Linked DNA regions of Sus scrofa: regions 1, 2 and 4 are each linked to region 3. Evidence: chromatin contacts called from public Hi-C and HiChIP or PLAC-seq data. All regions are on one chromosome and are shown on one strand. The core of a region is the stretch at or near the end of the contact, and the rest is flanking DNA. Distances in the headings are between cores, read along the strand shown.

Region 1 (6,390 bases), core at 2,079-4,578, 720 kb after region 3:
GAGTAAATGCAAGATGGCATTATATCCTCTCAATCAGTTCTTCCTAGAAAGAGGGATGAAAAGATCCCAAAACAAAAACTGCAGGATGAAAACCTTCTCACTGTGAGTAGCTCCCAGAGCTAAAACAATGACACTGAACAACAAACATCTGAGCAGAGGCAGAAGGAACAGCGGGGCAGAGAAGAGGGAGGGTGTGCAGACAGCATCAGGCTAGATGAGGAGGTCAGGCCAGGCCAGGTGGAGGCTCTGTTCTCCCACTCCAAAAGCCATGACTACTACTCCCTCTTGGCCTTGTGAGGGCATAGAATCAGAGTGAGAAGTGAACCGAGCCCTTCATTTGGAGCTGAGGATCATGTACCTTGACCCTGAAAGGCATGATGGTCATACCTTGACCATCAAGGCATATCACCTTGATGGTCCTTCTCTGGCTGGGAGTAAGTTCAAGCTTCCGATGCTTATTCACCCTCTTTCCACTAAATCACACCCTCTTTCAAACCAGGTTTCTCAGCATCTTCTCATGCTGTTCTCTTCAATTTCACACGAGGGAGGGGCTGGCCGCACCCTATCTGAGTGCTGAAACCAGGAGCACTTCATACAAAAGCCTGTTAGATTGCCATGACACAAAACACAAAAACGGGGTAAGGGAAATAAGCCCTGAGCATGAGTAGCTATAAATAAAAGCCCCAAACTAGTGAAAGTTTCTAGATCTCTTTTTTATTTAAATGTTCCTCATTTATATGCAACCAATTCACAAAAGCCCACACACCAATCTGTAATGCACCTGGTATTGTGAGAAATTGCCAGTTTGGTGGTGTCGTGCTTTTTTCCCCCCACAATAGATGCTGTACAATGTCATGTCCTCAGGGTACATCCATCCCCTTTCCTCTTTCTTTAACGAATCCCCCAAAGAGATAGGTTTATAAAATACCTCCCCAAAAATGGGCTCTATTTATTCCCTCTCATTTTAGGAACACCCATCCAGGTGCATTTTGAGACAGCATGTATGCTTCATAGCTCTTTCAAATGTGACCTTGTACCCAACCTGCACCACACCACACCCTGGTGTAGTTGGCTAGGGCTGCTGTAACAAAGGACCACAGACCAGGTGGTTTAAACAACAGACATTATTGCCTCATGATTCTGGAGGCTTGAAGTCCAAGGGTAAGGTGTTGGCAGGGTTGATTTCTTCTATGGCTTCTCTCTTGGCATGTAGACAACCGTCTTCTTCCTGTGTCTTCACACATTGTCTTCCATCTCCGTGTAACTTTGTGTCCAAATTTCCCCTTCTTGTAAGAACATCAGTCATATTGGATTAGGACCCATTTGATCTCATTTTAACCTAATTACCTCTTCAAAGACCCAAATGTGGTCACATTCTGAAGTTTGGGACTTAAGAATTTTGGGAGTCACAATTCAGTTCATAACACTCTGTTTTTCCCCTGCCACCTCCAATTTTATGTCTTCTTACATGCAAAATACAATCGTTTCATCCCTACAGCCCCCAAATTCTTAACCCTTCCACTGTCAACTGTAAGAGGTTGCCTCAAACAGCTCAAGGTGCTGGCATTTGAAGAAGCAGAGAGGGATTAAAATAATGTCTCATTTTTACCAGAAACTTGAGTCTAGTCCTGGTTTCTAGCACCACAGAGAGAGGCTTTGACTGACTGGGCCACTTCCATGGGGAGAGTTGTGAAGTTCAGAACTTGGTTGGGAGAAAGAGACCTGTTTCTCCTGAGACCCCTGCACTAAACTTTCCGGGTGAATTGGGTAAGCATCTATGGCAAAGGAGAATGCATTTCCTATTGCCTCTTGCTCAAAAGGAGCTGATCTCCTCTGTTTTAGGAAAGGAATACAAGGAGCTGATTCAGCTTACACAGTGTAAAAATAGCTAGGTGGACAGCTTGAGTGAAACTTAGCAGTTCACCTGTTTTTCCTATTATCAACTGCATCAAGAAAGTGTATCAAAGATTGCAAAGTTAGAAGCCGTTGGAAAACCGAGGCTCTGTGGAAAAATGGCCTATCTTAAATTGAGAAGTGCTGGGGAGCTCGCTCGGATTGAAAACAGGCAGCTGCTTTGCATGCTTCCCCATGAACAGCTGCCAAGGGAACGGCAGTCAACAGGAAGCCTTGACAGTACTAGTACCACGTCGGGGAATGTACCTTGGAACATTTGCCATCAGTGGGATTCCAGCAGATCACATCTGCAGGGGAATGACTTGGGCTTCCCATCGTCATTTGCCAGCCTCCCGAAGTTCAGTTTTCCTTTCTGGCTAGCCCAAGAGGCATTTGCAGGTCAAGTTCATTTTCAATGGTGCAAGGCTGGGAACCTTTGCAGTAAAGAGCCGCATTTATTCATGTCCACCTACTTGGACGCCTACAATTTCTGATTCGTAACATTTTGAATGTGCTATTGGATCCTTTAGCCTGGCTCACCACCTGCAAATAGAACTTGCCAGAGGAGGTGAAGGGAGAAATGTAGATAGCCTTTGAAAGTTCTGTTGCTACCCCTGAAGGCCATTCTGGTACTTTAAGAAATCACAGTCTACACTCAATTCTACAAAAGCCTAAAAGGGTCAAGTTAGAGATTTGACAAGGGAGGGGGAAGTTGGGCTTTAGGGCTTACGAAATATATATGTGTGTGTGTGTGTATCAATATATAAAATATATTTTATATAAGCTATATAGAATATATATTTAAATATATATAAACTATGTAGAATATATATTAAAATATATATTTTATATAAACTATATAGAATATATACTTAAAGTTCCATGTATAAACTATTTTATAGTTTAAATATAAACTACATAATAAACTAAATATGTTATTAATAAACTATGTATATTAAGAATATACATTCTGTATGTAAACAAACATGCACCACACATACATACTCACTCATATTACATATACACACAATACATATACTCATTTTTTAAGAGAGAACAAGAGGCAGCTTGAGAATAGCAAACATGCCCCAGTTTGCCCATCCTTAAACAGTATTAGTTGAATCTATCATGTTGACAATAGCCCCCACTAAGGGCAGACCCAGCAAACAACAAGCGAGGCAGGGTTCCCTCCTGCTCCTCCCATATGCAAATTGTGGAATGCAAGGGGCCTATACCGGGTGTACCAGTGGACTAAAAATACCTGCCTGCTCCATCTCTGTGGGGCTCTGCTTCCCAGGCAACAGGGGCCCCAGAGGCCCAGGCCCTAGCCGGAGGAGGGGCAGGGGCCTCCGTCTGCACCAGAGCTAATTACCGGAGGACCTGGACAGGCAGCTGCTGGGCCCAACTCTGGGTTTGTGAGCGCTTTGCAAGGCAGTGGTTCTAACTTTAGATCTCCACTCCAAACTTTGATCTTCCAGCACTGCTTGGCTTTAGGCAAAACATAAACTTGAGAGCTGCAACATGTTTTTCAAATTTTATTCCCCTGGCAGTTCTAGAATAAGGACAGGAATTATTTTCAAATGAGAATCTTTGACTGCATAACACAGGCTTCCAAAATTAAGCAGAAACACATGGCGGGCTCTTATTATTAAATTTCCCTTGGAAAACAATGGTTTAAATTATGGGGGGTTGGGGGGGGACAGCAGTCTGATAAAACTTTGAAACGTGAAGCCTAAAGTTTAAAATTAAAAAAAAAAAAATAAAGCTCTAGTGGGTTTTTGTTTGTTTGTTTTTAGATCATTATGAAGTTGTTCTGGCCTGGCCATTATGATTCTGAATCTACCAATGAGTAAAAAATTGAATATTTTGGGTTTAAAATGTAAGTGACAGTTTTGAAAGCTGGAAATCAGGTGCTAAAGGGTTTCCTGGCGTTGAGGGAGAAATTTGGGCTGCCTGATTACAGCATCTCCCTGGAAAGCAAGCATTTAATAAGGAAGGTAGAATTTAACTGTATCCCTGTCTATACCTGATTCTGAGTGGTGTTTAGCAAGAAACAGAACCCTTCTGGCAAGTGGTGCTTGCCCTTGGCTAACGGTATTCAGATGGGCCACAAGGAGGGCCATTGGCAATTCCTATCATCAAAATTAATCAATGTGCCGCTTTCCTCTTCTCCCCACGCCATTCCCAGAAAGAGATTTGGGAAGAGGATGTTCTTCGAGGCTGTACTACCTTAGATCTCTCAGGCGCTATTTAATTCTCCCTTCCCTTCCAGGACTAAATCAATTGCTACCTCCTTGATGAAGCCTTTCTGATGACCTCATTTAGTTTCCCCACGCGCTCGTTAGCCCACATCCTGATCCTGTGTATCATTCATTTAGAACTTATGGTTTCCTGCTGATGTGGTTAGTGATCTCAAAGCTACCTTATAAGACCCACAGTGGTGAGACCCAGCTCTTTTCACCTTTTGCCTTCCCCATTGGGCCTAGCTCAGTGCCCCAGGCCCATGGCTGTGTTCCTGTGCTGGGGACAGCAGGGGACACTTGCAGTGCTCCGGTAAGGACAGGAACTTAATTTTTTAGCATCACCCCGAGAACGTCCTGGGCAACAAATGTGAAGGGAAAAAACCCAAACTCCCTCCACCCCCGTCCCAAAGCCACCCTCAAAAGAGAGCTCGGTGGCACCATCAGATGGAGGTTGGACAGCTGGCTGGACAGTTAATACCACTGTGACCACTAAGCTGGACAGAAAAATGGAAGGGGAGATGAGAGAGCAGTGATCCCTACTTTGATTCTGCAAATAATGTTTTTTCTAACATTTTGTCAATACTCATAACCCCACTCCACTTTGGAGACCTGGCCTGTTTTTTAAGCTTTTCTAATTAAAGACAGGATTTCTGCACCACAGATGGTTAGTCTTAATGATATCAACCACCACCTCCCCCCCCCACACACATAGGTGTGTCCTGTACCATCTTTGCAGCATTTTTGAAACAGTATGAATAACAGTTGTAGGAAAACAAGAGCATCATTCACAAAACTTTGTTTAGGTAACTGAATTCCAGTTTGAAATAATTTCCTTTTCAATTATAAGAAACTTCCCTTCCTTTTTTTCTAAAAAGCCAAGCTAAGAAGCTCATTCACCATTAGGGGTGGGAATTACCTTGCCTGGCTCATGAGAAGATATCATGGGTCCAGAGAAAGAACTTTGCCTGGCTGTTGTCAGTGATTTAAGGTCTGGTCCAAGTATGGTCTTCAGAGCAGCATCACTGTCTGAGAGCTGGTTAGAAAAGCAGCACCTTGGAGTTCCCATCGTGCACGGTGGTTAACGAATCCGACTAAGAAGCATGAGATTGTGGGTTTGATCCCTGGCCTTGCTCAGTGGGTTAAGGATCCAGCGTTGCCGTGAGCTGTGGTGTGGGTTGCAGACACGGCTCGGATCCTGTGTTGCTGTGGCTGTGGTGTAGGCCGGTGGCTACAGGTCTGATTCGACCCCTATCCTGGGAACCTCCATATGCCGCGAGAGCGGCTCAAGAAAAGGCAAAAAGACAAAAAGATAAAAGAAAAGTAGCACCTTGGTTTCTACTCCAGACCCTCGGAATCAGAATCTCCATTTTGACAGGATTCCCAGACCCACTTGAATGTCAATATTGACTACAACTGAAAGGCCTTCTCCCACCAATCTGTCCCTTCAGCCTAAAATGGTCACTATAGAGATTTACAAGGTGGGGGTTATCCATGCGTTTTTTTCACATTTAAGTAGCCAACTCACCCAAGAGAAATTATTTATTGAGGCAATCAGCTACTTGATTCATCAGTTCCTTTCAACGAAGAAACTATGTTTTCAAGTGAGGAAAAGAACAAACAACTGCTTTGCACCCTCTGGGACTCTAGCGGGAGTCCCCTGGGGTCAGGAGGCCAGACCAGAGAGCGTCTCACCTGCTCTGGGACGTCCATATCCAGATGTGGGGGACAGAATCCCTACAGCAGCAGATTTTCAACAATTAGAAAATAATCTTCCCAGGGAGTTCTCACTGTGGCTCAGTGGGTTAAGAACCCAACATGGTCTCTGTGAAGATGTGGGTTCGATCCCTGGCCTCGCTCAGTGGGTTAAATATCCAGCATTGGTGCAAGCTGCAGTATAGGTTGCAAATGCAGCATAGATCTGGCATTGCTGCGGCTGTGGCATAGGCCTCAGGTGCAGATCCTATTCAACCCCTGGTCTGGGAACTTCAACTGCTGCAGGTGTGTGCCTGTAAAAAGAAAAACAAAAACAAGCCAAAAGAAAAGAATCTTCCCACATGGGTAACCACGTTCAGAAGGGACTGAGAAGCAGAGACTAGAGATAGGGAGACAGTGTGAGGAGAGGAGAAAACAGATTGAAATGGGCCAGTGGGGGAGCACACAGGGTCAAGGCCAGAGACTGGGTCTGTGCTTCCCCTCTGGGCCTGTTTGCAGGGTGAATGCTTGTGTAAACAGAATCCATCTGAAGGGCTGGGAA
Region 2 (7,035 bases), core at 3,369-5,868, 840 kb after region 3:
AATGTGGAGTTCCCATCAAGGCTCAGTGGAAAGGAACCTGACTAGCATCCATGAGGATGCAGGTTTGATTCTGGCCTCCTTCAGTGGGTTAAGGATCCCGAGTTGCCATGAGCTGTGGTGTAGATCGAAGACGCAGCTTGGAGCTGGCGTTGCTGTGGCCGTGGTGTAGGCCAGTGGCTACAGCTCCGACTAGACCCCTAGCCTGGAGACCTCCAAATGCTGTGGGTGCAGCCCTAAAAATACAAAAAAAAAAAAAAAATCGGGAAAATGCATACTAAAACCACAATGAAATATCATTCACTCCCACCTGGTGAGAGAAAATTTTTCAAGTCTGAGCATATCAAGTAATAAGATGTGGAATAAAGATATGGAATGAGGGACTCGCTCTATACTGCTGGTGGGCACAAGCCCCATGATATTTCTCCCTTGGAATCACACAGGCACACCCTACAACCCAACAACTTCACCCACAGATGCATAGCCAAGAGGAACGTGTACATGTTCACCAGGCAACATGTATCAGAATATTCATAGCAGCGCTGTTTTTCAAAGCAAAACAACCCAAACATCCATAAACAGACAAAGGCATGAATGAATTATGACCTAGTCAAACAATGGAATGCAATAAGTCTCCATATGAACATGGTTGAATCTAAAATGTATATTGTTGAGCACTAAAAAAGCAAGCGTTAGAAAAATACATACAGTATGATTTTATTTACCTAAGTTTCCAAAACATGCAAATGAAACAATGTATTGTTTAGGAATACCTATACATAAAGAAAAGCAGAGAGTGACTCCCACAAAATTCAGGCTGGTGGGGAAAAGGGGGTAATAACAAAATTTGGGGACATAGTGAGTCTGCTTCTTTTCTTTATATTCAATAGTTTGTTGTACTTTTAAAATTCCACATTTAAGTGATACCATGCAGTATTTGTCTTTTTCTATTTGACTTATTTCACTTAGCATAATACCCTCCAAACCTATTCTCCTAAGTGTATCCATCCTGCAAATGGCACATCTTCATCTTTTTTATGGCACAGTAGTATTCCTCTGTGTGTGTATGTGTATGTGTGTGTTAGTACACATATATATAAATGCTACATCTTCTTTATCCATTCACCTGTCAGTGGACACTTGGGATGCTTCCATATCTTGGCAATTGTAAAATGCTACTATGAACATTGGGATGCATGTATCCCAATGTTTTTCTTGGATATATACCCAGGAATGGAATTGCTGGAACATATGGTAGTTTTAGCTTTAGTTTTTCGAGAAACCTCTATGCTATTTTCCATAGTAGCTGTACCAATTTACGTTCCTACCAACAGTGTACGAGAGTTCCTTTTTCTCCACATCCTTGCCAACATGTGCTATTTATCTTCTGTTTTGATGATGGCCACTCTGACAGTGTGTGGTGATATCCCATGTGGTTATGAGTGCATTTCCCTGATGATTAGTGATGTTGGCCATTACTGTGTCATTATTCTTGAAATTGTATAAGATGTTAAACACACTCTCTGGCTGTTATTATGTATTTCTTAGGTTTTTAAAAGAACATTGATGTGTGAGGGCCAAATAAAAGGTACAAATGTACAGTACCACCCTTCCCACCCCCATCCCACTTTGCCTTAAATGGTAAGTTATTTCCAAGGCTATTCTCCAAGAGCCACATGGACTCCCTCCCCACTGCACTGTTGGTGAACAACAGCATTCAGAAAGCAGGTAGGTCCCAGGGTACACAAATGCTGGTCACCGTGGCTGATGGTGTGTTATTGTTCTTGCTGCTGTTATCTACTTCACTTGTGTTTTTGTCTTGTCCTAGGCTGAAAAAACTCAGACATCTGATGGTTTCTTGACTATATTCACCAGCCCCATTTTACTAACTACTTTGGTGGATAACATTTGAAAAACATCTCCACGAAGAATTTTGTCCTGAAATCCCAGTTGAGCACTTTGTGGAAAAAGACGTTAAAGAAAGTTTTAGCTGAGGGAGAGTCTTTCCTTGGTATGTATTTGTTTAGTCTCTGCTTGTTAGACCCCAGATTTCCTTATGTGGTCCCTCCAAAATGATGAATATGTATTTCCTCGAATCTTAATGCACTTTGTGTTGCTATTTTAACGTTTCTGAAATCAGGATGCATTTGCAATCTATGACATGACATAGTTTGACAGTATTTTTTTTTTCTTTCTTAGAACACAACATAATGGACTGTCTTTAGATTGATGGTTTCTTAGATTCTCCAACATATAACATCATGTTTCAATGGGGATTCCTGGAGGGGGAAAACAGCAAAGGTCCCAGAACATGGAGAGATCAAAGGCCAGTACACTCCCTAGAGGCTAGAAATGACTGCCTGAAAAAACCCACACCTGAGAGCCAGTCTTGTGGGCTGGAAAGCAGAAGGTAAGGAAAGAAGGAAAAGATGGGTCAATGTGAACCAAAATACTGGTAAATATTTGCTTCCATGTTTTGTGTGTTCATTTCAACACACACAGAGAGAAACGCATTAAACCCCAACTATTAAATAGAACCCTCTGCAAACCCCAAGCATGGCTCAAAATGTTCAGCCAAGACAGATAACTGTTCAACAAGCAGGTTGTGACACTGCTATGCAAACCCTGGGAATAGTACCTACAAATAAAGCTCAGCACCACCCCCAGGAACCACATCTACTTCTAACCATGACAATGAGACCAGGTTCACACCAGCCACTGCCAAGTTCAGAGGACCAGAATGTTCCCCTGCTGAAAGCAGAGAAAAAAAATGCATCTTATCCCATCCTTAAAGACTTAGAGAATGAACAGCCACCACTTTGCATTTCTCTTTACCTCCAGTTGGGCTCTCTGCCCCACCATAAGTAGCTGATGAGCCATCACTCAGCTTGAACAGAAAAGGCTCCAAGTTCTTCAGCCCCTTTGCACCATGTTCATTCAACACATACTGTTCCTTCCAAACACCAGCCCCAGACCCACTGTTGGGAGCTTGGTGGCAGGAATCAGGGCAGAATGAGGCACATTTGACTGAGTGTCAACTCAGAAAACAATGTGTAAAAGGGATGTTTTGCCATCTGCAGTATAAGAGGATAGAAGAATCTCTTTATCAAAATCTCTGTTTAACGAAGAATGAATCACGTTGCCCAGGTGGTCTTGCACAAGTGCTCTGATGTATAGAAAGGAATCTGCTTGAATGAACCAGCAGCAATTCATAAATCACAAGGACTTGCAAAATCCCCATAGAACAAAGCAATAAATAAATAAACCTATGGGTAGGGGCTGTGGGAATCCCGCTTTCTCTCACTAAAATTACCCTGGCTTAACTATTTTATTTCAGTAATTTGGTCACTGATATATAGGTTAAGGACTTACCAAATGACATGAGGATGCCTTTTTTTTTTTGCTTTTTTGGGCCACACCCGCAGCATATGAAGGTTCCCAGGCTAGGGGTCAAATCAGAGTTACAACTGCCAACCTATACCACAGCCACAGCAACGCAGGATCTGAACTGTGTCTGCAACCTACACCACCACAGCTCAGGGCAACTCTGGATCCACAACCCACTGAGCCAGGCCAGGGATCAAACCCACATCCTCATAGTTATTAGTTGGGTTCGTTACCACTGAGCCACAACAGGAACTCCCATGAGGATGTATTTTTACATAAACTTTCTTAAAAGAGTTGTGTGTTTCTACAGATACTTTGATTTGTTTAAGAGTTATTTGCTAGGTTGCAGTTTAGGAATTATATGGTGTCTTTGTGGAGTCGGACAGCAGTTTTCTTTGGGACATCAGATGAGATGCTTTCTGTGTTAGGCAAGAATTACCTAAACTGGTGGGCGTAGCTGCAGTAGCTTTCCATCTGCTCATGGCAAAGCCTCCTTGAACCAGGACTTACTAGAAGGAGGGCTGTGCTTATTTGCTTTGATGTATTATGGGTAGAGCCAAGCCCTACACCATGTACACATGGTACTTAATAAGTACAGACTGTTCAGAGTTTAAATGGATTGAAACTGAACAGAAAGGAAGAGCAGAAACTGATCAGCGCGGATTTGGCTTATTTTGAGAAAACCACATGTATCTGATTTAGTGCGGTCCAAATTGATATGCTCCAACTTGTTCACACACAAGACCTGAGAAGCTGGTCTCCCACCTCCCCGAGAGAAATCAAGGTAGAGATTCTGATGGCTTCCCTGCCAGTAAAGGAAACTTAAACAGAGCTTAAACAGGGGAAGAACTGATGTCGCTAAAACACCAGACTGACAGCCCGGGTACTTCCTTGCCACCTGGCCATTATAATACCCTCAGAGCTTCTGTCACTGTCATGCTTACTTTCCACTCCATAAAATGGAGTGCTAGAAACAGATACTAGGGGAGCAGCTTGCCTCCAGTGCCCTGCTATGTGACAGTTTCCTGCATAGGACTTTTATTCTTATTTGGCACTTGAACTTCGAAATGACTCAGTGATTCATGCTTTGCTGCTGCACGTGATAATTGCCTTGGCAGAAAAGGATGTCTTTGTTCTTGCCCACTCACCTTTTGTATGGAGTTTCCCACTCCTGTTCCCTTATTTATGACTTGTTGATGTTCATCTATTTTTAGCAAGTGTTTTGCTAATATCCAAGGAGTCATCAAAGATGCAGCTGCTTGGTCCCTACAGGAAACTCCGCTTCAGGGGGTTAGTGCTACTCTATAAGGATCTGTTCTCGAACATTCCTCTGCATGATGATGAGAAAGGCACTTCTTGATTTTTAAATTAGCTGGCTAATGCCTCTATCTTTTCTCTTCCCTTTTGGAGCTCGATGAACTCATATGTTATTCTTGGTTGGTTGTCAAACGAGCGAGGATGTTTTTCTGATCATCTTTATGTGGAGTTATATTTGGCTGGGTTTTTTCCTCCCTTTTCAGAGACTCCTTTCTTCATGGTGGGACATGTGACCTTGTTTTTACGTTTTCTGTGTCCCAGGCTAGGAAACTTGTGATTGTCCTTTCCTGTTCCTTCTTGAGTCACTGGTTTGTGTTACAAATGCCTGGCTCACTTCCTCCGAGTCCTTAGAAAGGGGTTTCTCCAAAACAACCCCACGGCTGCCTCTCTGTCATTGTGTGGATGTGGCAGCAGAAGCCATGACAAAGTCCATCCTTCTCCAGTAGCAACCCAATCTGGGTAACAGACAGTGTACTCAAAATGCTCTATTTTATTTCATTTCATTTCATTTTGCTTTTTAGGGCTGCACCCTCAATATATGAAGGTTCCCCGGCTAGGGGTCGAATCAGAGCTGTAGCTGCTGACCTACACCACAGCCACAGCAACTCAGGATCTGCTGTGATCTGTGACCTACACCACAGATCACAGCAACACCAGATCCAGTAGGGCCAGGGACTGAACCCGCATCCTCATGGATACTAGTCAGTTTCATTTCCACTGAACTACAACAGGAACTCCCAAAATGCTCTATTTTAAAGTGATCTTATTGTAAGACAAGCCACTGTGAAGTTCTCACTGCAGTCCAAGTGGGTCTTTGCAGGAAAAGAGGATATCCAGCAGTAACTCCCCATAAGGCTTCATGGGTCATCCATCGACCCATTTCTTTCTTTTTTTTTTTAATAATGATTTTTATTTTTTCCATTATAGCTGGTTTACAGTGTTCTGTCAATTTTCTACTGTATATCAAGGTGACCCAGTTACACATACATGTATACATTCTTTTTTCTCATATTATCATGCTCCATCATAAGTGACCAGGTATAGTTTCCAGTGCTATACAGAAGGATTTCATTGCTTATCCATTCCCAAGGCAATAGTTTGCATCTATTAACCCCAAATTCCCAGTCCATCCCACTCCCTCCCCCGCCCCCTTGGCAACCACAAGTCTGTTCTCCATGCCCATGATTTTCTTTTCTGTGGAAAGCTTCATTTGTGCCATATATTAGATTCCAAATATAAGTGATATCATATGGTATTTGTCTTTCTCTTTCTGACTTACTTCACTTAGTATGAGAGTCTCTAGTTCCATCCATGTTGCTGCAAATGGCATTATTTTGTTCTTTTTTATGGCTGAGTGGTATTCCATTGTGTATGTATACCACATCTTCTTAATCCATTCATCTGCATCAACCCTTTTCTATTCTTCCTTAAAAACATAAAATATTTCTTCTGCATTGGTCTGGGCTTTCAAAAATCAGGAGGGAAAACAAAAATCACCCTTAAAGAAAGAAAGAAATATATAAATAAATCTTAAAGAAAGAAAGAAGAGAATTTTGGAATCAATTTCACAAGTTTTTTTGAAACTGATATGAATCTACGAGAGGAGGAATAGTAAACATGGGAGACTGGAAGGGGAAGAGAAAGGAGGGCATTTGAAGTGGAATATTCTGCTTTTGCTCTTTCCCTTCCATCCAGCATCCATACGCTCTCACAGCAGAATGAGAGGAGGAAGAGGAAAACAGTGTTCCCAGGCAGCCCACAGCATGTAATGCTTTAAGACATATTTTGGAACATAGTGCAGTGCAGAGGCTGAAAGCACAGGCTTAGGAACTAGGTTCAAATCCTTCCTCCACCACTTCCAAGCTTTGAGTCCTTTGCCAGTTATGTTCATCTCTCAGTGCCTCAGTTTTCCCATCTGTAAGAGGGGGATCTTGATAATATCTCTCTTGTGGAGTTATGAGGAGAAAAGAGGTTAATATTAAACAGTGCCTGGCACATAGTTACTGCTATATAAGCATTTGATAAGCCTAAATATTAACTTACACAAATTAAGTAAATAAATAAATCCATTTGATCTCCATTTTCCCCTGAGCTAGGTATTTGTCACAAACATCACTGGTTGCTGGCTCAAAAGCCCCTCCTCCTCTCCCCTCCCTTCTCTTCCCTGTGGGCAGGGCTCATCTTCCCTCTCTAGAGGCTTAACCTGTCCTGAGTCAACTTTCCCAGCATTCCTTGCAGCTAAGGCATGAACATGAAACCCAACTCTGGCCAATGGAAGCTGAGGACATTTTTGCTCAAATCTTTTGTGTTTTGTTGTTTAAATGCACTGTTTTT
Region 3 (7,067 bases), core at 4,401-6,900:
GGTTCTCCTGGCAAAACGGCACAACATAAAAAAACCAAGTAAAGTATTAAAACAAAATAGACCTCCTCTCCCATTTTTGGCAGGAAACCCCAAATTCAAATCTTCCAAGCCTCCCCCAAGAACAAGCAATTATAAGGTGCAGAAAGGCAATGGCTTTAAAACAACATGCTAATCCTAATATTAGTACCTTGAAAAAGGAAAACTGCCAAGATGTTGGAATAATGCCCAGTTATCCGTCTTACCTACAGCAATAAAACAGTCCTATAAATGTGAACAAGACAGTTAGAATACATTTTGCAGTTCAGTTCTTGGTATTTTTTTCCACCTTCCCGTTCCCTAGGAGGACAAGCCTGACCTATGGAGGCAAAACACAGCAGATGGTAACCCAGCCCGGTACCAAGAGCACTTAGTCAATCCAAATAATTCACACAAAAACGAAGCAAGATGTTCAATGATTTATGGCCCAATTTCACTAGATAATTATGGAATCCTACTCTCGTTCGAAGCCACTTTTTTATTGTAATATGCTGAATAGCTAAAGTGTGTCTTAAAACAACACATTAATAATAAAATAATACTATATATTAATAATGTAATGATAATTATCATTACAGCTAACACTCTTGCCAGGCACTCCTTTTTTTTAGTTGAGGTATATAGTTGATTTATAATTTTATATTAATTTCAGATGTACAACAAAGTGATTCAGTAACTATATTCCTTTTTGGATTATTTTCCATTATAGGTCATTACAAGATACTGAATACATACTTCCCTGTGCTATACAGTAAGTCATTGTTGGTTATCTATTTTATATATATATACACACACACACATATATATTAATGTGTATCTGTTTATCCTAAACTCCTAATCTATCCCTCCCCTACCCCCTTCCCCTCTGATAAGCATAAGTTTGTTTTCCATGTCTGTGAGTCTACTTCTGTTTTGTAAAGAAGTTCATCTGTATCATTTTTTTAGATTCCACATATCATATGATATTTGTCTTTGTCTGATTGACTTCTCTTAGTATGCTAATCTCTACACCCATCCATGCTGCTACAAATGGCATTATTTCATTCTTTTTTATGGCTGAGTAATATTCCATTGTATATATGTACCATATTCTTATCCATTCATCTGTCAATGGACATTTAGGTTGTTTCCATGTCTTATGCCAGGCACTCTTGTAAGTAATTTATAATAAATAACTTCTTTGATCCTTGCAACAATTCTATGAAATTATCACCCACCTTATATAAGTAAGGAAACTGAGAAATGGTGACTAGAACAAGGAACCATGACATGGGGATAATTTCAAATCCAGGATGTAAAGATCTGGTCTTCGTGCTTAACCATACGGTGTGAGAACAGGTTTAGTCTAAAGATTACTGCAAAAATAAAAAATAAAATGCCTTTACACTGAAAGATAATTAGGCTTGGATTCACCTGGCCTGAGTTCTAGACCTAGCTGTTCAATACGTAAGCTCCAGAGAGACACTTCTTTGAGCAATGGGGCTTTTCATCTGTGGAATGAAGGAGTAAGCTAGACGCTGGAAAGCTTGTTCTTCCAGTTTTAAAGACTTCAGATTGTAAAGGCAAAATCCTTAAATCTTAGTTTTACTTAAAGACCAGATCATTTTTTAGTCCTTGTTCCAGATCTAGAAATACTGATCACTTACAGGGGAAATGAAACAGTGGCAGTTTTCTCTCTGGTTCAATGATCCTCAGCCCATGTGACTGTTATAAAACAGCACTTCCTCTCTCTGCAAAAAGGATTAGGCTACTTTCTAATAAGCATAACTCTAACAAACCCAGGAAGAGCTGTGGCTGCAATTTCCCACTCCCAGGTAAAAATCAGGCATTGTGGAATAAAAAAAAAAAAAAAAATTCAGGAATCCTTTCATTAGCTTTCTGATTTTTAAAATGACGTTTTCTTTCTACAAGATAAAGCTAAATGTCCAACAGGAAAACATCAGCTAGAGTAATGCACACAGTAAAATGCTTCTCCCTCCCCCACATACTGCCACACACACACACATACACCACAAAGATGGTTCCACAGGCAAGCATGCACTCATTCACGTCAACACAATTATTCTACATAATTATCTTTTCATTTTTCCTTAACCAAAGAGTTAGGTACTTCTTCTATGCAGTGTAGTTGCAAGTTAATAGGCAACTGCATATGTGTAGGTTAAAGAAGGGAGCATCTTCACACCTGCCAGATAGTGGCAATGGTGGCAGCCAAAAGAATAACCACTAAATTCTAGCCTAGGCAGAAGTATTGGTGGATGGGGGTGGGGGATAGGAGATTGGGGGTGAACTGTGTTGAAGGTAACCTCTCCAGTAGCTGATTGGGCTCAAGGGTTAGTGTTGATGAGCCTCCCTGAGACTCTCCATTTCCTAAAAATTACCTAGGCTGAGCTCATCCTACTGATGGAGGAACTGATCCATATGACAGGGAAATGATGAAAACAAGGAGGGAACACTGATGCAAATCCTTGTGGCCTAGAAAGTTCCGTCCTCAAGGGGATGCTCATCGGAAGCAAAAGGAAGACCCTGTAAAGGTCAGAGAGGCCTCCTGACCAGAGGACCAGTGGCAATGAGATGAGGCAGGTGGAGGACTTTATCCCCAACATACACAATACATCCCCAAACCTTGTCCCATCCCCACCAACAAAATGCCTCTCGAACCCCTGATTATTTTACAGGTGCAATTGCAAACTCATTTAAGTGAAACTAAAAGCATCTTTAGAAAAATGTGCTCCTTCAAATTGATCTGTAACACAGTCAAGGTCAAGTGGGTAGGCTTACTAAGCAAGCATGTCTCTGAGCCATCGTTCACACACACACACACACACACACACACACACTCCCTGGCTCTCTTCTCATGAGACTCCCATTCCTGCCAGTTATAGCATTCCACTACCACCGCTTCTGAGGATGATTTCTGAATGTCAATATTTTGCTGGATTTTCAAATGTAATTATTATTTCCAATGATAACTGTGAAACTGACCCATTATATGTTTCCTCTCTAAAACCGATCATGCTAAGAGCTTGAAAATACTTGTTGATCAGTTACTATGAGCTAAAACACTGTTCTAAATGCTTCAGATGTATTAACTAATTTCATTCTCATAACCTGATGAAGTAGGTACTTATATTATCCTCATTTTACAGAGAAATTACATAATTGTATTGCTCCATGTTCCAGGAAGTAAGTAAAAGACCTGAGATTTAAAGCTAGAGTCCATACTGGAAAGCCCACCCTTCCCAGCTTGCACTTACTTGCTCTTTCATTTTAAAATACCAGAAATCTGTACAGTCAACACTGTTGCTGTGCATACTCTTTTATACCTTGGAACACTTAATAACAAACTGCAAATAACAAAACTGCAATGCATGATAGGTGCAACAAAAATCTTCATTTCATAACCTCTATAAGAAATGTGCTTACTCTTGAAAAATGATGTGCTGAGTTTTAAAAAAATCCAAATAAATCTGAATTGCATTTTGATTAACTGTTAAAACAGATGATCTGAAATAAAAGAGTAAATATTCTCTTGAAAATTGTAGGAAGACTCTGTATGTTATTAAATCATTATTTTTTTAAACAGGAAAACTACTCTATTTCTGAAGTTTGCTAACTTGCTGACCTTGAATATTCCACACCAAAATAAAAATATACATCTATATGTGTTCTAATTTCTATAAGTACTCAAGTTGTATGTCAACTTACTATTCCCATGTATTATGGATTTCCTAAAGCAATATTACACCTATGGCAGATTTTAAATCCTATTCATGCAGGACTAACACATCCAAAGCCTTGATATTATCTAAATTATTCTCTGCTCAAATTCAAGTTACCTAAAAGCAAGCAGTTGCAGCAACAAAAAACATACAGGTGTTACAGACACATGTATACATGTGTCCAAGCACACACACCCTATCACCACCACCATCGCCACCACAAATACTCAGCTCAAATGCTGGTTCTACTACCTATTTTTTTAGCCTTAATCCACTGTGTAGAAAACTACTCAGAAAATATTTGACACCCCCTGCCAATAGAGTATGTAAAAGAGGCCATCAGTCAGAATTTACCAAAGTAAGTTCTCCTAGAAAACTGGAGAGCTAAGGGAATGACCACCTCTAACAAATAGTTTACAGGCAACTCAGACCATCAGGGACAGAACCTCCAGTGGCCTAATGTGACATCCAGAAATGACTGCCCCCAAATCCTCAGCCCCTTTGCACTAGAACAATCGCGGCTTATCTCTCAATGAACATCATTTCTCAAAATCCTGCCTCAGAAGCACCTGGAGAACCTTCAACATCATCCAAACCTGCCTCCCATGGGAATTCCTTTAAACCAGACATTCCTGGGAGTCAGAGCCAAAAATAAAAGGAAAAGAGGGTGAAAAAAAAATCATGGGAAGTTAAAATGTTAGGACTCCCGCCAGGGAAATTCCTTTGGTGATCAGTCCCTATCTTCACCCTGAAACATACCTTTGAAGGGCTGAAATAACAGTTCTCTTTGGAATTTTTCAGACATTAAAATGACTGGGGAAAAAAAAATTATCGAAAGCAATCATCCTAAGGAATAAATAAAAGAAATGAAAGCAAAACCAGATTTTAACCAACATTAGCCTTCCACTTTCTCACACCATTTTTCCCTTTCATGTGTGTCTCCTTTAAATGTCTTCTAAACAAAAAGCCAAGTGTGGTGTCACTCAGTGAATAAGAGTGACAGTTACCACATCTTCTGACTCAGAATTAAGGGGACAAATTCATAACCTAAAACTCCAGAGATAGCCTTCCGCTTGCCCCTCAGACTGAGTCACAGCAGAAAACCAAAGATTTCCATTCCCGTACTTCTCTGTCTAGAGAGATTTATGACACTCAGCATTTTGATAAATACAAGAAAAAGAGCGAAAACAAGCAGAAATGTTTATAATATTTCCCATTTCAGTGTACAACTTGACAGAAATTTTTTAAATATTTCAAAGCATCATAAGAATTCATTACTCTAAACCAGGCATTTCCAACTGAAAGTCTTATGATCTCAGACATAAAGGTCCAGTGATTCAACTTATAAGCAGAGGACTCAGACATTGAGAGATCAAACATTTTAATCGAAAAGCAGGCTTTTGAAACCCAGGTTCTGTAAATATTTATCTCCTTTTTCCTCTTCCATAGGAAAAGGAAGTAATAAATTCCCCCAATATATCAGGTGATTAAGACTCTGAAACACAACGTGCAAACTCTGAAATACAACGTGAACTGAGATCTCCACGTAAAAGGTCCATCTTTTAAGGAGACGTCTCTGTTCCTCTTCTTTGCTTAGTGGAAACAGAACATGAGTTAATGATGACGGCAGATTTTCATTTATTTGTAAACATCAGTCAATAGATGGGGAAATGATATTGGCTCTGTGTTTATAAGCCACAGTAGAAAATTGAACAATAGCAGACCTTTACTGAAACAAAAATAAAATATGAGTCAACAAGATCCTTGCCAAACAGAGGTCTCAGGACAGCCTTGTTCAGTCTTCTGGGAATCCCACTCCAATAAGCACAATAAAAGCAGGACGTGCCTCATTTCCTTCAACCCCTCAACATGCCTCTCTTGGAGATGTTTGTAAATTTCCTTCCTCTACGCATCTAGCTGGCAAACTGTCGTCATTTCTTTGGGGTAATAATATCCTGTTGATGTCTGGGTAGATCTGTTTTGAGTGTTTCCTCTACACCGCACATATACTTTTAATATTCTTTTTCAACACAACGCCAGTAAATTATTTTTCAACGTATTTGAACATAGTTCAGCGAGGTATGATTTGATTAGATGGAACGAATGGCATGAGATTCTAATAAAATGCTGGTTTTACTTGTGGATTTACAACCTAGATTTAGATAATAAAGTAACTCCAACAGGAAAGAAAGAGGCATTTTCTGCTTTTTTTCTGAAATTGAAAATATTTACCTATGCTGCTTTATTAATATAAATATTTTCATTCAATCCCTATGCTGGAGTTTGGAAATTTCACACAGCAAAAGAGCAGCCTTACCACTAAAACACTCACTTGTGAAAATGGCAACTTTTATTTTACTTCATATAAAAATTGCACTAAGCACTTTAAAAAGAGAGTTTTAAAATGTATTCCAGAATGAAGGTTAAATACACTATAAATTCAGTCAAATACAATGAGTGATTTAAAACTTTGGCCTAAATAAAATATTTTTTAAAACAAAAATGTATTTATACCTGAGAGTCTATTTCTTAGACAAAGAAGTTTTACCTAAAGCTAAATAATTCCAGGCAGAATTACACTTCTCAATAAAGTTATATGATATAAAGGGAGAAAATTATACAGAATGACAGCTTTGAAAAATAATACTCAAAAAGTAAAATAAGACTAACTCTCAACTAATGTAATTTGCACTTAGGCAGACATTTTGGTTACAAAGACAGCAAAAGCTGATTTGTGAAAAACTAAAAATAATTGATTATCACTACAAAGCATTAGATTTGGAGCTAAATTAATTGACATGTAGCATTCACTGCAATTCCAGATAACACCTTATTTAACACATGAAATAATAAGAATCATGATCCTGAAAAATGTCCAATGTCATTAATAATCCAGAAAATACCTACTTTAAAACAAAAACAATCAGATACCAGATTTTTCAATACCAACTTAATAAGATAAAAATAATGCAAAGTGGCACAGCCTTCCTAGACAGCAATTTGACAAGATATGTAAAGAGCCTTTCACCTAATAATTCCCTAGGAAACTATCCTAATATCTTTGTAAATGAAGACAAGTATTTAAAGACAAGGCTGTTCCAAACAGTGGTCAACAGGAAACTGTTTAAATAAATTTTGGAAGAACCTATGATGGGATATGATGCTGCCTTTAAAAGATCATGTTTTTGAAAATGTCTAAGAACATTGGAAAAATGCTCATGATAAAATGTTAAAAAGTAATATACACATTTCATATTAAGTTTTTAAAAACAAAAATTAGAATCTTCAGTCTTCAAAATATTAATATTG
Region 4 (6,383 bases), core at 1,125-3,624, 950 kb after region 3:
TAGCCTGGGAACTTGCATATGTCACAGGTGCGGCCCTAAAACGCCAAAAAAAAAAAAAAAAGATATTCATTCCTTTATGGTAAAAGAGTAAAACCACTGAGTTAGAGGCTGACAAAAGATCACACTTCCATTCCCACCCAGGCATCCCTGTACATGATTCCCTGGAGAGACAGGAGAAGGTGTGTGCCTCGGGGAGGGCAGGTGTTTCTCTGCCCTCCAGCAGACATCCTCTGGGGAGGAGACAGTGGGTGGGGGGACAGTGAGCTGCTAGTCAGAACAAGTCACCCCAGGTCTCAGTTTCCTCATCTGTGGAATTAAGATATTGGACTAAATGGTCCTTTTGGATCACTCCCGCTCTGAGCATCTATGAGACTATGAGTGATCCTTGTCCTTGAGGGATGAAGGAGAAAGGATTTCATTTAACGCCTGATCAAGAATCCAGGTAAACACTCCAACATTTAACTCTTTCGCACAACTAGAAAATGCCAGCATGAGTAAATCTTTTTCACTCTTGGCATAAGAAGGAAATTTCAAATCCATGTGATAGTCTAACCAGTGATGCTTTACCAAACTCAGAATTTAGAAAGATGTTATAAAACCTGATTTTACTGAGAGCATTTGGATAGACAGTTAAGTCACGCTCTTGATTTACATTAGGGTAATACACTATATTGCAAGGTCTTGGGTGGGCTTAAGTTATATCTCAGCTGTAGTTCTTTTTTGCTTCCGAGAGCCAAGAATATGTGGAAATACTCTGTTTTGTTTTTTATCAATCTCCGGAGTTCATGTGATATACTTCAAGGGCCAGCCATACTCTGGGGCTTATCCTCTTGGCAGAAAAGGCAACTGTTACAAGGTCAAACAAGGGCTTATTTCCTCCCCTTCAGGCCAGCTGAGGCCTTCCAACCCCAGACTAACTTTTATTCTTCTAGTTTAGCCCACAGACATTGTTCCCTAATAAAATGCAACCTATTGGGAGGATTGCCACTTAAATTACCCCAAGATTTACTTTTTAAAGACTGAGTCAAGATCAGCTTTTGCAGAGTTCCCATTGTGGCTCAGCAGGTCAAGAACCTGACTAGTACCCATGATGATGCAGGTTCAATCCCTAGCCTCGCTCAGTGGGTTAAGGATACGGCGTTGCTGCAAGCTGGATTGCAGGTGGGGCTTGGATCTTGTGTTGCTGTGGCTGTGGTGTAGGCCTGCGATTTGACCCCTAGCCTGGGAACTTCCATTCGCCTCAGGTGTGGTCCTAAAATGAGAAAAGATCAACTTTTGGTTAAAAGAGGACAAGGGATGAAGAAGACAGGGGAATCAGAGGCTGGCAGCACAAAAGTTGAATAGTTCCTTCTTGCCGGTATTTCCCAGGCAGAGTCCCACAAACAGGCACAACCATCACCATTCCCCTATGGGGCTTCAAAAACCCAATTTTCCTTGATTAGGTACTGCGAACATTTATTTCTTTTACCTATGCACACATTCTCAACTTTTTTCCTGCTGCTTTCTTGCTGGTTAAATGATGGACATCACTGAGTGTGGACCTGTGGCTCTGACACTCTTGGAGGCCACTTAATCCCACGTGCCACCACAAATAGAGATTCTCTCTGGGCCCCTAAGGATCTCTGTCGATCCTTAAATCTTTCCAGGGATGAGGACCTCACTGTTTCTCTAAGGCGCTGTGTTTAGATGGTGGGCTACTTTATTTTTAGGAAGTTCTTCCTTATATTGAATCGAATTCTCTCTTTCTAAACTTCAACTCATCACATCTAGTCTTCTGCAATTACTTCAATGGGTTGATCTCAAAGTCTCAAGTCAAAACTTCTCAGCTGATCAGCAAGGCCCTCCTCCTTTACTGTTTCTTTCACTGGCCTAGTTTTATGCAAAATCCTTGCATAATTGCATGAATTCTTGGTGACTGCACAGGTGACATGCCCATTCCTATTTCAAAAGGCAAGGAGTAGTTCCCGAAGTGGAGCAGCGTAAATGAATCCGACTAGGAACCATGAGGTTGCGAGTTTGATCCCTGGTCTCGTTGCCGTGAGCTGTGGTGTAGGTCGCAGATGAGCTCAGTTCTGGCGTGGCTGTGGCGGGAGCTAACCTTAGTACAGGGCAGTTTTCAGTGCAGCTCCACGTGGCATAAGATTTCCCTGGAGACATTCCTGGAGCTTTAAAAGGATCATTTCCCAGATTTGATAACAGATCACATTTTCTAATAGTTTCTAATATCTTACTTAAAATTAACCCACAGTGAATATTTTGACACAAACCCCCGAAGGAAATTACTTCCTATCCAAATTAACTACAGAATCAGGAAAAACTTTAAAAGGTTCTGTAACCCACTCTACTTAGGAGGGATGGGTTAGTATATTTCATCGGGCTGTTCCTGACATCTAGTGGTGAGGTCTGGAAGTGCTCAGAGTACTCAGAGCTGCTGACAAGGTGGGGGACATTCCTAACCTTAGTTAACATCTGCTCTTTGAATATTTATAGTTGTAAAAGTGTAAACTGAATATATTTTCCCATCCTCTATAATAATATACTCATCTTTGTTTTAGGCATCTTTCCTGCTTTATATGTTTTATATCTGGGCTTATTTTAAAATTGATGAAATTTAATTTTTTAGATTTTGAAAAAAAAATCCTCGAGGGGAAAAAAAGGGCATTTTGGATAAGCATAAATAATTGCATTTTGATCTGGAAACATACTATAAAAATGTTTTGCAGAAATGAATTCATCTTCAAATGTGGTTTTTAGACTGGATTCCTGTGAAATCTGAGTCATTTATAGCTAACCTTGAATGTATTGTTATTCACAATTAGAAGTAGATAAATTTCACAGGCAGAGAAGCTGACAAGTCTTTAAGACTTCACACTTAGTTTTGCAGGAAGAGCTGAAGTTAATTAGAAGTGATTATACATACATTGCATGTGTGTGTGCACTTGTGTTGTTGCACACAAGCACCGCAAAGGCCTTGGGAAGGTTGCATTTTTTTGTGTGTTTTAAAAATAAACATAATCTCCTTCCCATGTGTTGCTATAAGCCCAGTAAATCTAGGAAGCTCAGCAGGATTGAACAAGGTCATTTCTTGTCAGGACTCCAAGGGGGAGCAGGAAGCAACCCCGTGCATCAGATGCTGGCATTCTAATCCCTGCTCAGCACCGGATTCCCGGGCATGGGGGAGCCGCTGTGCCAGCTCTGACACGCTGGCAGACTGCTGCTTTGCAGTGAGCATAGGCGGAATCAGAACTGTGGCTCTCTCCCGACGGTGCACCTTGTAAGATGGCAATACATCCCTGTCCTGATAATAAAGGCAAAATTCCAACCGAGTCTGCTCACTGGGTTCTGGTAAACAGGAAAGTAATTGTAAAAGGTATATCCAATCGCTACCTCAAAAAAATCAAAGCGGCTTTATTGATTAGTTCTGGGGTTTGGGGGGTGGGGAGGTTAAATGTATATATTTAATGTATTCTTAAATAAGCATAATATACAATTTATTTAATTCCAGGGCAAAGCCCTTTACCAGTCAGCTGGTGCAGAGATCCTGGATGGGCCATAGGGTGTCGTCTATTTTGGGTGGGTCAGGTCGGGGGTCTGGGGGTGAAGGGTGGAGCTTGATGCTGGCATCTTTGGGGAAAACAGGTCTGGTGCCTGGGTCAGCAGGTGGGGCAGGCCTAGCACTTGAAGTCACAGAGACCAACTCAAAGCTAAGAAGAGCCTAGAGCCTAGGCCTGAAAATTCTATCTGAATTATGGTTTGCCACTGGGGTGACCAGCATGCTGTGTCCATGGGAGCTGCCTTGAGATTGGGGCCATGGGGGCTGGCTTAGCACAGGGGTGGAATAAATGCCTATATTCCTGGCACTTAGCCAGGTGCTGGGCTGGGCTGGGCTGGGAGCATGAGTTCACAGGAGCCAGTCACCACCAGGGTTGGCCAGGAGCCTGGGGTCCTGGGAGCCCATTGGGTGCCTGGGACTACCCAAGTCAGAGGGCGCTGAGATGGATGGGAGCCTAGGGGTGTTAGAGCCCACTGGGAACTGTGGGCCACAGGAGCTGCCTGGGGCTGCTAGAGTCAGGAGGTACAAGGGTGAACTAACAGCCTAGGTTCATGGGAGCCCACAGGGCTCCCTGGCACCATGGGAGTTGGCCTGGTGCTGGGGCAGGCTGGCTGTGGGGTCCATGCACTCGCCACATTCTCCTCCTCCTGCAGGGAGAGTGTCTCTCTTCACACTGGGCTACCCAGGCTTAGCGGAAAGAAGAGAAAGGTAGCATGAATCTCTTTCCTGTCCACCTCAGCGCATCTTTTCCTAGGTTTGTGCCTCACCCAGGCTCTGTAATCCCTCACCTGGATTCCCTGGCTCTTGTGAAGGTATTTTTGAGTGTGGATAGTTGTCAAATAGATGTTGGGAGAGAGCACTAGAAATTCCTATAATGCCATTTTGCTGACTTCAGTCTAGCTCATGTAAAGAACACACGGAGTTTCCTGGTGGCTCAGTGGGTTAAGGATCTGGCATTGTCACTGATGTGGTGTGGGTTCAATCCCTGGCCACAGAATTTCCACATGCTGTGGGTGCAGCAAAAAAAAAAAAAAAAAAATAGCATTTACAACTCAATAACAAAAATACAAAAAAATCCAATTTTTTTAAATTTTTTTTTTATTTTTTGTTTTTTAGGGCTGCACACATGGCACTTGGAACTTCCCAGGCCTGGGGTCAAATCAGAGCTACAGCTGCCAGCCTACACCACAGCCACAGCAACTCAGGATCCAAGCTGTGTCTGTGACCAACACCACAGCTCACAGCAATGCCAGATCCTTAACCCATTGATCAAGGCCAGGGACTAAACCCGCATCCTCAGGGATATTCATTTCCACTGCGCCATAATGGGTACTCTCCCAATTTTTAAATAAAGATATTTTGTCAATGAAGTGGCTAATAAGCACATAAAAAGATGCTTGATATCATTAGTCATCAGAGAAATATAAATCAAAACCACAATGAGATACCACTGCACACCTCATTTACTAGGATAACTAAAATCAAGAAGTCATGTAATCCAACTACAACAGAAAAAATAAAAAGCATTATAAAAAAAGTCATATAATAAGTTTTGGTGAGGATATGGAGAACTAAGAACCCACATACACTGCTGCTGTGCATGTAAAATGATGTAGCCACTTAGGAAAAGTGTCTGAAGTTTCTCAAACTGTTTAGCATAGATTACCATATGAACAAGCAATTCTGCTCAATGGTACATACCCAAGAGAAATGAAAATATATGTTTACACAAAACTTGTATATAAATGTTTATGGCAGCATTATTTATAATCATCAAAGATAGAAACAACCCAAATGTTCATCTGTAATGAATGCATAAATGAACGTGGTATATCCATGTAATAGAGAGGTATTCAGCCATTAAAAAAAAGAGAATACGCACCGACACATATGGATGCATCTTGAAAAGATGCTAAGTGAAAGAAGCCAGTTACAAAGACCACATATCATGTGTTTCCATTTATGTGAAATGTCCAGAATAGAGAAATCTATAAACACAGAAAGTAAATTAGTAGTTATTTAGGAGTGGGTGGAATGAAGGGATAGAAGGATGACAGCTAAGGGGAATGGAGTTTCATTTTGAAGTAATGAAAATATTCTAAAATCGACTATAATGAGGGCTGCACATCTTTGTGAATATATCAAAAACCATGGAAGTGTACGCTTTAAGTGAAATTACATGGTTTGTGAATTATATCTCAATAAAGCTGTTGTGTGTGTGTGTATGTTTTAAGTATATTTAAATGTTTCCCCATCCAAATCCATGCTATCACTAAGTAATATGTACTTTCGCATTTGAATATCTGCATTTTCTTATAGTATTTTATTTTACCTTATTTTGGCCATGTCCATGGCATGTAGAAGTTCCTGAGCCAGGAATAGGACCTGAGCTGCTGCAATGACAACACTGGATCCTTAATCTGTTATTGCCACAAGAGAACTCCTTCTTGTAGTATTTTAAAACCTTATTTTTCATGAATATACATATTTATCCACCTACCAAATGGTTAAAATATAGCTACCACATAGGCACTTGACTTTAGACTCAAAACTATTTTTTACTATGGACTAAACAACCTAAGGCACAGACTATTTTTAAAAATTGCCTTTATTCAAAACTTCTACTTCCTCTGCCACCCTAGGTAATTCAGATTAGCCAGCCACTGGTGACAATTAAAAATGCTAGACTAAAATTTTAACATATTCTTTTTTTTTTTTTTTTTTTGTCTTTTTACCATTTCTTGGGCTGCTCCTGTGGCATATGGAGAATCTCAGGCTGGGGGTCGAATTGGAGCTGTAGCCACGGGCCTACACCAGAGCTACAGCAATG

What was found. Hi-C and Micro-C count contacts between places; a contact is called where the count stands out from the background. HiChIP or PLAC-seq counts read pairs in DNA pulled down with a chosen protein or histone mark.
Region 1: a contact with region 3 is called in an H3K27ac HiChIP or PLAC-seq map of skeletal muscle, with 6 times the contacts expected there. The contact joins two enhancer-like sites. A contact is called at or near these places in 3 of 47 Hi-C or Micro-C datasets (heart right ventricle, skeletal muscle and subcutaneous adipose tissue) and 1 of 2 datasets of contacts at active chromatin or transcription factors (skeletal muscle).
Region 2: a contact with region 3 is called in a Hi-C map of skeletal muscle, with 20 times the contacts expected there. The contact joins two enhancer-like sites. A contact is called at or near these places in 2 of 47 Hi-C or Micro-C datasets (both in skeletal muscle) and 1 of 2 datasets of contacts at active chromatin or transcription factors (skeletal muscle).
Region 4: a contact with region 3 is called in an H3K27ac HiChIP or PLAC-seq map of skeletal muscle, with 8 times the contacts expected there. The contact joins two enhancer-like sites. A contact is called at or near these places in 1 of 47 Hi-C or Micro-C datasets (skeletal muscle) and 1 of 2 datasets of contacts at active chromatin or transcription factors (skeletal muscle).

The regions. Positions count from the first base shown.
Region 1 is chr1:105,720,058-105,726,447 of Sscrofa11.1, forward strand. No RefSeq gene overlaps it. Among named protein-coding and RNA genes, the nearest start is that of TXNL1, 290 kb to the right of the region's middle. Within about 2 kb of position 3,329, at least 18 of the 83 cell types and tissues checked have an H3K27ac peak or open chromatin away from gene starts, as enhancers often do. A contact at or near this core is called in skeletal muscle and subcutaneous adipose tissue, where this site is marked.
Region 2 is chr1:105,844,828-105,851,862 of Sscrofa11.1, forward strand. No RefSeq gene overlaps it. Among named protein-coding and RNA genes, the nearest start is that of TXNL1, 170 kb to the right of the region's middle. Within about 2 kb of position 4,619, at least 13 of the 83 cell types and tissues checked have an H3K27ac peak or open chromatin away from gene starts, as enhancers often do. A contact at or near this core is called in skeletal muscle, where this site is marked.
Region 3 is chr1:104,999,776-105,006,842 of Sscrofa11.1, forward strand. The region is part of intron 3 of TCF4 (transcription factor 4); the gene reads right to left. Among named protein-coding and RNA genes, the nearest start is that of TCF4, 77 kb to the right of the region's middle. Within about 2 kb of position 5,651, at least 28 of the 83 cell types and tissues checked have an H3K27ac peak or open chromatin away from gene starts, as enhancers often do. A contact at or near this core is called in skeletal muscle and subcutaneous adipose tissue, where this site is marked.
Region 4 is chr1:105,954,942-105,961,324 of Sscrofa11.1, forward strand. No RefSeq gene overlaps it. Among named protein-coding and RNA genes, the nearest start is that of TXNL1, 55 kb to the right of the region's middle. Within about 2 kb of position 2,375, at least 5 of the 83 cell types and tissues checked have an H3K27ac peak or open chromatin away from gene starts, as enhancers often do. A contact at or near this core is called in skeletal muscle, where this site is marked.